Regions from separate parts of the Sus scrofa genome. Here region 2 is linked to region 1. Evidence: chromatin contacts called from public HiChIP or PLAC-seq data. All regions are on one chromosome and are shown on one strand. Each heading gives the region's core, a stretch centred on a gene start, on an enhancer-like site or on the middle of the called end of the contact. The rest is flanking DNA. Distances are from core to core; before and after follow the strand shown.

What was found. HiChIP or PLAC-seq counts read pairs in DNA pulled down with a chosen protein or histone mark.
Region 2: an H3K27ac HiChIP or PLAC-seq map of alveolar macrophages shows a contact between it and region 1. The contact joins two enhancer-like sites. A contact is called at or near these places in 1 of 5 promoter capture datasets (fetal skeletal muscle), 1 of 47 Hi-C or Micro-C datasets (embryonic fibroblasts) and 1 of 2 datasets of contacts at active chromatin or transcription factors (alveolar macrophages).

What each region holds. Positions count from the first base shown.
Region 1 is chr9:55,603,563-55,609,036 of Sscrofa11.1, reverse strand. No RefSeq gene overlaps it. Among named protein-coding and RNA genes, the nearest start is that of FLI1, 6.6 kb to the left of the region's middle. Within about 2 kb of position 3,821, at least 6 of the 83 cell types and tissues checked have an H3K27ac peak or open chromatin away from gene starts, as enhancers often do. A contact at or near this core is called in alveolar macrophages, where this site is marked.
Region 2 is chr9:55,735,315-55,740,765 of Sscrofa11.1, reverse strand. The region is part of intron 6 of FLI1 (Friend leukemia integration 1 transcription factor); the gene reads right to left. Among named protein-coding and RNA genes, the nearest start is that of KCNJ1, 75 kb to the left of the region's middle. Within about 2 kb of position 3,020, at least 6 of the 83 cell types and tissues checked have an H3K27ac peak or open chromatin away from gene starts, as enhancers often do. A contact at or near this core is called in alveolar macrophages, where this site is marked.

The DNA of each region.
Region 1 (5,474 bases), core at 2,572-5,071:
TAGATAGTTTAAGCCACGAAGACTTTGATATTTTATTATGGCAGCCCTAGCAGACTAGTGCAACTGAGGAATCGTATTTTGCCATGTATTTGGTTTCTCCAAGCAGGTAAAAGGGAATTGACCGTGTTGACTCAACTCTTCTAGAACCTGCTATGATGACCAGCATCATATTGTATATGATTGTATATCTATAGTGTTGGGGGCCATGTGGGGCCTTGTGTATAAAGCAGTGTTCTTGTCTTGGGGATTCTTTCTATGCCAAATAAAACCCAAAGCTACCTTGAGTTTCAGTGTCCTCTGTGGATTTTCTAGTGCTTTTGCTTGTAATGATGAAGGAAGGAAGAAAGCAAGCTGCTTCCAGCTCTTCCAACAAACAACTTCAGATTTTACAGTGTAGCCAGCAAGGTGTCACGCTCCTTATCTCTCATTATCTGTGTCCTCTTGGGGCCCTGGACAGGCTGCAGAACTTGATTGAGCTCCTGGAAATTACTAGGAGAGAGAAGGGGTGGGAAATCTGCTCTGGGAGATAAGCCCAGGAAATAGACGCAGTGAGTAGAACAGAATCCATGAAAAGAGCAGTCACACAGGGGGCCCTTTGGATTCCAAGATGTGTGTGACCTGGTCAGGCCTTTGATTCTCATCACATACCCACATTCACACCCACCCTCCCCCCCAGCACACACAAACACACACACACACACACACACACACACACACACACACACACACACAGGCTTATGCATACCCATCCTCAGTGTAAAAGAGGATCTTAGAATGGGTAAGTGGATATAGGATGCGAAATAGGGAGCATTCAAAGCTAGGATGGAGAATGGCTGAGGCAAGAATTCAGCAATCTGAACAGGTACTCAAGGACCTCCTCCAGCTAACAGTTTCAGCCCTCCCCCATCTATAATTCAAAAATAAGTAAAGTTTCCCAGGACTTGGGGATGAAGTGGTTGCTGGAGAATGAATGGGACTATGCATTACAGCAAAGAGAAGCTCTTAAGACCAAAGATTTTTATATACTTGAGATTTATCCTTCCAACTCCCTGAGCAAGTTTCTCTCCCCATTAACTTATCTCTTCATGGATATTTGTTAACTAATTTTATTTTATTAGATGATCCCTGAGGCATCTTCTAGTTTAAATCTTCACAGTTCTAAGGAGCATGTTACTGATTGCACTTATGGTTCTCTTTTGCCAGGTTCCTGGGAGATGATTTCCATACCTGTTCCTGTTGAAATTCTGCGGAATGTTTCCTTTGTAATAATTCCGCTGTGATTCCACATTGCGTGATGTTTTTTATGATTGAGTGTAGTAATTTATCCATATATCTGTTAATTCATCCATTCCCTTTCAGGGACCAGGGGCTGAGGAGAGAGAACGGACCATGTAAAGGACATTTGTGGTAACACTCTGCTAAGGTTTGCAAAGAATTGGTAACTAAAGGATTCAAAACATTTGCAATGAATGGTACAGCTGGTCCATCCATGGCAACTTGGAGGTAGAAGATCAATGGGTTAGTTGAGGAGTTCCCGACGTGGTGCAGCAGAAACAAATCTGACTAGGAAGCATGAGGTTGTGGGTTCGATCCCTGGCCTCGCTCAGTGGGTTAAGGATCCGGCGTTGCCGTGAGCTGTGATGCAGGTCGCAGATGCAGACGTTGCTGTGGCTCTGGTGCAGGCCAGAAGCTACAGCTCCGATTCGACCCCTAGCCTGGGAAGTTCCATATGCCATGGGTGCGGCCCTAAAAGGACAAAAAAGACCAAAAAAAAAAAAAAAAAGTGTTAGTTGAAAAAAAAAACCTAACAACACTTAAGGACACCGCTGAGAAAAATGCCACGGAAGAGAAAGTGGACTCACTCTGGCTGCTGAAGACAGAACAGAGCAGTGTGATCTGAAGCGTAGATGCTGTAGTCTTTGCCCCCTTCCTTCCTTGATGACCCTGATTTTAAAAAGAGAGAAGAAAAAACCCAGACAAAGGTCAAAGTGGGCTAATGCCAGTTCTATTTGACATGAAGGTCTTTGGGCATCTTTTTTTTAACACTTGTATTTTTCAAAATTAGCATATAGTTGATATACAGCATTGTGCCAAGTTCTGCTCCACAGCAAAGTGACCCAGTCATCATGTATATACATTCTTTTTCTCATACTATATTCCATCATGTTTTATCCCAAGAGAGTGGATATAGTTCCCTGGGCTATACAGTAGCACCTCATTGCTTACCCCTTGTCAATGTCACCGTTTGCATCTACCAACCCCAAACTCCCCATCCATCCCATTCCCTCCCCACTCCCCTTTGGCAACCACAAGTCTGTCCTCTAGGGCATCTTTTTTTAATATAGGAAATGGTTGAGTGAGGAGAAGTATAAACAATATTCCTCATACTGATGCCTGAGGATGGTCTTTTGAGAACTGAGCGGATTTTGGCCAAGCGCTGCCAACTCCTAGAGGAAAAAGATGCTATGTACAACCTGCCTGACCAAATAATGGTCTGATGTGTCATTATTATTATTTTGGTGACCTTCAACTTTGACAGACAGGGGACAAGGGACAGCCGGGCCCTGGAGAGAGCCCGGTCACTCGGTATCACTTCAATGCACTTCGCAGCTGAACAAAAAACAATGTACCCCCACTTAACACAATAAACACTTGGGACTCACTGCCTGCCTGGTGAGTTCCTCTGAGGGAACCTGGTTTTCCTAGATAAGAGATCAAAAGTGGAGAGCATGTTTTCATTTTCTGGGTGAATGTTTTTCAATCAGATTTTGCGAAATAAGATGTCTCCTAGACTTGAGGCTTGAGGGCAAGAGGGACATAGATTTCTTACGCATTCTAATTTTGCTTTTGAGAAGATCAGACTGGTGTGTGGCCAGTCGCAGTACTTGACTCCGAAATTCTCATTGTTTCAGCATGATCATTAGTACTGGTAGGGAAAGAGGAGGTAGTTATATGTTACTCAGTGCAGCCTGTGTGCTGCTCCTTTGGGTGGTGACTTTGGTTCTATTTTACAAAAGTTGGAACAGAAGGGGTGATGTGGAGTGGACCTTGAAGAGACAGGGCTCTCCTTCAAGTGTATGATTTTTCCCCCTACCCCCCCCTGCTGCCCCCATGTTAACCCCTCCCTTGAGTTCTGACCAGAGAGTTAGCTGACCTGGGTGACGACCAGAGCTTGCTGGATTTGAATCGAGCCAGTTTCACGCATCCTTTACTAACTCAGCTAGCCACCTCTGCTGGCTGGCTTGTCCTTTCGTGGTCCCTAGCCTTTTCATTCCACTAACTTTTTAGACAAGTGGCACCAGCCGTAAAAATTCAGAGCCAGGAAGCAGTGTGCGCACTGAATATTTCATGTGTCAGCTGGCCAAGGGTCACATGGGCACCATGGCTTTGGTGACTAGCTTGGGGACGAGATATCCCAATCTTTTTACAGCGCCCCCAGGTGACTGCAGTGTGCAGACACAGTGGAGAGGCAGCCTTCATTTCGCGAGGCACCGATACCACCCCCAGTGAAAATTCAACAAGTCGCTGGGCTCTGCTCCCTTGCAAAGACCCACCAGGGTGGATGATGAGGGCATTTTTCAGTTGGGCAGTCCTTTCGATCTGGAACCAAACTGAATTTCGGCCTACGCCTCCAGCAGAGACACGGGTCATCGCCGTGGGGCCCAGAACCCAGAGGCGATAAGCACTTGCAATCTTGAGTGCTTATCTCCCCCTGGATCTGGCCTTCTTGCTTTTATAAAGGAAATCGGGAAATCTCGCCGCAACAGGCTTTCCTGTGAGGAGGCTGGCATTTCCTGCCTGCCCCACTGGGGACAGAAATGGAGCGAACACACTGCTGACGTGCAGCTGCTCACCAGCTCCTTCATATGGGCTGGGGCGGGAAAAGTGGGCATCCAACCAGACCAACACTGGTGTGCGTTTGAGCTACAGGGATGGTTATTTTCTGGACGCATTTTCTATACAGCGTTCTTACACATGGAGTAAGAAAAACAAAATCCACAGTTCCTTGCTTGAATGCACCCATGTACGCTCACTCACACATGTGTGCAGAGTGAATATTCAACTGATATTACCTGATGGACCTGAAGGACTTCTGACAAACGAGGTACCATGAAACCAGTAATTCTTTTTTTTTTTTTTTTGGCTCTACGTGCACCATGCAGAGATTCCCCAGCCAGGGATCCAGCCTGTGCCACAGTATTGACCCCAAGTCATAGCAGTGAGCAAGCTGGATCCTGAACTTGCTGAGCCACAGGGGGAACTTCTAAACTGGTGATATTAAAATTGTCACATGGTAATGCACTGGGGAAAGTTATATAAAGTCCATGGCTTCGCAGTTTTCAAGTTTTGTAAACAAATCTTGCTTCTGGAAAGAGAATTTCCTTCCTCCACCTTGCACGTTTCTCTTAAATTTTAGTTCAATCTTTATATGTGTGCCATTGACAAGGTCATCTGTGCTCATAAACTTTTCACATGTGACTTCGGTCAAAAGAAAGACACAAGTGCAGGTGGAAACCTTGATCTTGTTCTACTAGGATCGCATTGGCACGATCTATTTCATATAGCACTGAGAGTCATATGTGATCCGAAAGGACCCTAGAGAGATTCATACTCGATTTCCAGGAAGAAACAGAATCTGATACAGAAATGACCCTTTTTTATGACAATATTTAAATATTTTATTTCAGTAAGTGACACGAGCATTGTTATCACCATCTTTTACTTGCTGAAAACTGACTCACATGTCAGAAACCTGAGTCTCTTAGAATCATCTTTTAGACATTATCTAAGTAATGTATTTTAGACGTTATCTGAGTCATTACATAAGCAATTTGTCAAACCTTGTAGGGTGAACCACAGGGCCTGGCTAGAACCCAAGTCTTTTAACTTTTAATCTCCCATTTCCTTGTTGAGTTTCTATCCACATGTCCCATGAAATAGATTCATTTTCCATCTCCTTTAGGTGGTGGTGAGGTTGGAATTCGCAATGCCAGTTTATTGATTTCATAACTCCCTTCTCTCCTCCCATGTTTGAAACATCCAAGGTAGATATGTCCCTTCTCTTCATCCCCAGAGGAAAAGTTGCAGAGGCAGTAGAGACGTAGTTTATGCAGCCCTCCCCCTAATGTTCTCATATCACATAACCATGGCATGATGATACACACGTAGCATTAGTACAGTAGCAGTGACAATCTATAGACTGTTTGAATGTCATCGGTTTTCCTGCAGCATCCTTGTTCTGCTCCAGGGTCCAGTCCAGGACCCACAAGGCACTGAACCATCAGGGGTCCTTAGCCTCTTCTATCTGTAGTAGTAACTCAGTCCTTCCTTCTGTTAAATGATCTTGACATTTTGGAAGAGCATTGGTAGGGTCTTATGTAGGACGTCCCAGAAGGAATTTGTCTGAAGTTTTCTCATGATTAGATTGATGTTATATATTTTTGGGAAGAACACACAGAAGTGAGATGCCTTCT
Region 2 (5,451 bases), core at 1,771-4,270, 130 kb before region 1:
TGGGCCGGCAGATACAGCTCCAATTGGACCCCTACCCTGGGAACCTCCATCTATATGCCGCGAGTGCGGCCCTAAAAAAAAAAATAAAATAAAATACCACTCAATAACCTGGTAAGCATCGCTAAATTCTGGAAGTGTACACTTCACGGGGGCAAAGGAAGCTAAGTGGAATGAACAGGGACACTGACAGGGAACCAAAGAAATGGAAGGAAGCCTGGATTTGAAATCATTGGGTTGGTTCGAGTTCTGGCCCTTCCCTCAGGTTTGTTGTGAGACCTTGGTTGAATCAACACATCCTTGTGCTGGGAGTTCCCAGTGTGGCTCAGCAGTAAGAAACCCAACTAGTATCCATGAGAATGTGTGTTCGATCCCTGGCCTCACTCAGTGGGTCTACGATCTAGCATTGCTGTGAGCTGCAGCATAGGTCATAGATGAGGCTCGGATCTGGCATTGCTGTGGTTGTGGTGTAGGCTGGTAGCTACAGCTCTGATTTGACCCCTAGCCTGGGAACCTCCAGAGGCTGTGGGTGCCGCCCTATTCAAAAAAAAAAAAAAAAAAAAAAAGGAGTTCCCGTCGTGGTGCAGTGGTTAACAAATCTGACTAGGAACCATGAGGTTGTGGGTTCGATCCCTGGCCTTGCTCAGTGGGTTAAGGATCCAGCATTGCCATGAGCTGTGGTGTAGGTCGCAGACGTGGCTCGGCTCCCGTGTGGCTGTGGCTCCGGCGTCAGCCGGTGGCTACAGCTCCGACTGGACCCCTAGCCTGGGAGCCTCCATATGCCGCAGGAAGCGGCCCTAGAAAAGGCAGAAAGACAAAAAAAAAAAAAAAAAAAAAAAAAAAGACATCCTTGGGCATCAATGTTTTAAAATATGAAAGCGAAAGTTCACAGGATTTATCTACCCTACAAGATTGTGCTAATGTTATTACCTGAATGTCTGTGTGCCCTCCCCCAATTCATACGTCGAATTCATCACACCCCAGTGTGATGATGTTGGGAGGTGGGGTCTTTGAGAATAAGTCATGAGAGTAGAATGGGATTAGTGCCCGTAGAAGAAGAGGTCACAGAGGTAGCTCGCCTGCTTCCTGCCATGTGAGGGCACAAGAAATTAGCCGTCTGCTACCCAGAAGGGAGCCCTCACCAGAACCTGACCATGCTGGCACCTTATCTCAGACTCCTCACCTCTAGAAGGTCAAGAAGTACATTTCTGTAGTTTCTAGCCCCCAGCCGATGGTACCTTGTTACAGCAGCCTTAAAGGACAAAGAGGTCATACTCAAATGGGATAACATATGCAAGCAGCTTATAAGGTATTTTATAAATATAAGCTATGTTTAGAAAGAAAAAATGTCCAAAACCATGTGGGAAAGCGCTTCTTTTTTGCTTTTTAGGGCCACATTTGTGGCATATGGAAGTTCCCAGGCTAGGGGTTGAATCAGAGCTACAGCTGCTGGCCACAGCCAAAGGCACAGCAACATCAGATCTGAGCCTTGTCTGCGACCTACACCACAGTCATAGCACCGAGGGATCCTAGCCACACAGCTCACAGCAACGCTGGATCCTTAATCCACTGAGCGAGGCCAGGGATCGAACCTGCATCCTCATGGATCCTAGTCGGGTTCGTAAACTGCTGAGCCACAAAGGGAACTCCCTCGGAAAGAGCTTTAAGCAGCTCTGCACAGACAGGTAAGGTCCAGATTAAAGGTTCACTGGGAGAATGTCTCACAGCCCCGGCCATGGGGCCCCGGGCAGCGGCGCCAGCCCTCACTCCAGCACACTGATGCTGTGGGCACATCACGGGGTCTCCTCGGTCTCTCATGCTTTTCCATTGAGAGTGGATGACCACAGAGAAAGGAAAAAAGGCCAGAGGTGTGGCTGGACCGAGAAACAAAGAGCTGGAGAGATACTTCCCGCCTGGAAGTGCTCAGAAGGCTCCAGATGGCCTTGGCGGACGCCCCATTGATTCTGAGCAGTCATGATCCCAACCACTCTCTTGAAAGAATCCACATGTCCCCATAACCATGTTCAGAAATTGTTTCACTGACTGGCTGGAGACTGGAAACTCTTTTCCTTTCTCATGGTGGGAGTCCCGTTGAGACATGGAGCAGGAATAGCAGAGGAGCTTAAGGATACAGAATTATGACTTTCAAAGTCTTTCTACGGACAACAAAGCAACCATAAAAACCACGCGCACAAATGGAGCGCAAACCTCATCAAACAATGGTCAGACGGGGCGAAACGCAAACCAGCCTCTTCTGAGCCCCTCAGACAAATTAGAAGAACAGCAAAGATGGACTGGCCTGTTCTCATGGTTTCTGGCTAAGAGGAACCAAAAGACAGGACCAATTTTCTTGTGGAAAAAATCCACGTGCGGATGCACATTCCTCCTGGCTCTGGAAAAGCCAGTGCACTTTTAAAATTACAATCTTTAGCAATTGGCATGAAAAGCAAAACAGAAAGTGAAGGGGATGGAATTGGGAAGAGGGGAGGGACGGGGGCAAAAGAGAGACAAAGCTCGGCTCATCTGAGCTGTCTGTTTTTATTTCTATTTGACGTTTTTTTCCCCTCACGGTTCCCCCTGCAAATAGAGTCTTCTGCTAGCCCCCAAACCAAATAAAACAAAAACAAAGAACCCAGGGTGTTTGTGTTTACAAGCTTGGGGTGCAACTGACTTTCTCATGGATATTTGCCGGGCTGTCAGGTCAGCAGCATGTGTTCAAGGCCAGGGGACCCTCAGGGAAAGGCCAAGTTCTTCTAAGATGTTTCTTTGGTGGGTGGGTGGCAGTGGTTGGGGGGAGATGCCGGTTAGGCCTCCAGTAATTTATTTGGGACTGATTTCTGCAGTGTATTGTGTGTTTGGCCACCGAGTGGATGAGAGATAATATGAAAAAAGCTCCCTGTCCTTGCCTTTACACATGAGACAATAGCAGAGTGGGAGGAAGCATAGGTCATGTGCCAGTGGCATGCCAGAGGAAGTTAAGGGAGGAGAGGTAAGTGTCACTGGGGCCTTGTGACCTGAGTGAGGCCTCTTTGGCAAGCACATGGCAGAAGCTGTGGTGGGATATGAACGTGACAGATAGGAGGCAACCACATATGGGACTGTGGGGCTACAGCCGAGGGAAGCCGGCTGGAACAGAGGGCTGATGCCAGGCTCAAGTCCATGTTGACAGCCGGTCAGCAAACTTAACGGCCCTGGGTTCCAGGCAATGGAAACCGGGAGAGGTTTGGGGCCTGAGGCAATACTGTGAAAGCAGGGTGTGGCGGAGAGGGCAGCTTGGCGTGTGCGTGGGATGGATGGAGTGCTGGGGGAGGAAGGTGCATCAAGCAGGAACAGAACAGAAAGTGGAATAGAAAGTGACCAATTCATGCAAAAAGAAAAAGCAACTCACTGTGTTCCAGGAATTGGTGTGTGTTATCTCAGGTTCTGACTGACTGCACTGATAAGATCTCTGACTCAAACAGTTTTAATTTTTTTTCTTTTGCTTTTTAGGGCCACACCTGAGACATATGGAAGTTCCCAGGCTAGGGTTTGAATGGGAGCTGCAGCTGCCAGCCTACACCACAGTCATAGATAGCAACGCCAGATCCGAGCCGCGTCTGCGAATTACACTACAGCTCACGGCATCGCTGGATCCTTAACCCACTGAGTGAGGCCAGGGATCAAACCCACATCCTCATGGATATTATTCAGGTTTGTTACTGCTGAGCCACAGTGGGAACTCCCTATGATCAATTTTTCTACTCAATCCTTAGTCTATAGGAGGCTTCCATTCTCTCTGGAGACTATGGCATACTCATTCAGAAGAACCTTTTTTTTAAAAGCTCAAATTATGGGAGCTCCTGTTGTGGCTCAGCCGAAATGAATCTGACTAGCATCCATGAGGTCGCAGGTTCAATCCCTGGCCTCATGTAGCGGGTTAAGGATCCGGTGTTTCCATGAGCTGTGGTGTAGGTTGCAGATATGGCTCATATCTGCGTTGCTGTGGCCGTGGTGTAGGCTGGCAGTTACAGCTCTGATTCCACCCCTAGCCTGGGAATCTTCATGTGCCGTAGGTACAGCCTTAAAAAGACCAAAAAAAAAAAAAGATATTAAGCTCAAATTATGGCTTTGGTGATATTGACTTCTTATCAACTTTTCTTCTTTGTCTTTTATTCTAACTCTGGGCAGCACAGGCATCCAAGAGGTACAGAATGGCTGGATACATTCCCTCTAACCCACAGAGGGTGGGTGTGGCTAGATTTTTTCCTAATCCTAAGTGCCCAATTGTGTCTGAAGTCCATGCCTTAAGAAGAGTCTGGCAGCTCCATCTTTCCCGAGATGTCTCCAGGCATGAGGAGGGCCACGGAGCTGGGGGCATGCAATCCCCCTCAGGCCTGCCTCAGGGAAAAGCCCAGCTGACGGGGCTTTTGAAGTCCCAACCAATCCTCAAGTCCTCTAGTAGGTAAAAAGGAAGGGACAGAAACAGAGAGGCTACCAGTGATCAGCCTGAACCAGCCTCAACGCCTCCTGTGGCGTTAACAGAGCAATAAACAGCAGTGGGCCATGCTGTAAGCCAGCGTCTTTAGGCAACAGTCTCAGCACAGAGGGTGGAATCAGGGCAGCAGAAGCCACAGGCTCCCTGCCACTTGCTCCTTCATTCCTACCTATTTGCATGGAAAATCCTGCCACTGGCTCCTGAGTCCACAAAGGACACCTGGGCCCATTTACTGAGGAGCTTGACAAATGCTCTCTGTGGGCACTGGAGTTTGTGTAAGATTCTTTCATTTTCTCCAGATATATGCCCAAGAGTTGGCAAACGTAAGATTTAAATGAAAGCCAGTGCTTTTGGAGTAAGTCCCACTGCAAGGACAAAGCTGAGATGGAGAAGGCCAAGGTTAAGAGCTAACGTCTGGCACTCTGCCTTAGAGATTTGAAGCACCAGGGCAGCCTCGCAGATTAAATGAGGCATCCAGGCAAAGTGCTGGCCCAGTGCCCAGTGCAGTCAGCCTCGGTAAATATTAGCAATTAAGAATATTCCTGTATTTACATCATTAAATACCTAAAAAACATTCAGACCCAGAAATACAACCGCCAGCCCTACCAAGGGCACGTTAGCCCCCTTCCCCTCTCTCCATCCCTCTTACTCTGCTTTACTTCTAATTTTTCCACTTATCATCTAAAATTTAATCAATAACTAATCCGTGTTGTTTATTGTCTCCATCTTCTGCCTGAATGTCAGGTCCACATCTGTAGAGACCCCTCCTCCGTTCTCTGATAGAACCAAGAACCTGGGACAATGCCGAGCACAGAGCGAGTACAAGAAATATTTGTTGACTGAATGAATAAACTGGGCCAATATTTTCTCCTTCTTGCTAAATATACCCACTTCCTCTTGCTGGTCACTGGTTTACTCGCTGAAGGGGAATCAGAGCCCCTACCCCGACTCCTCCCCACTAAATGAAGAATCCAGGTGAT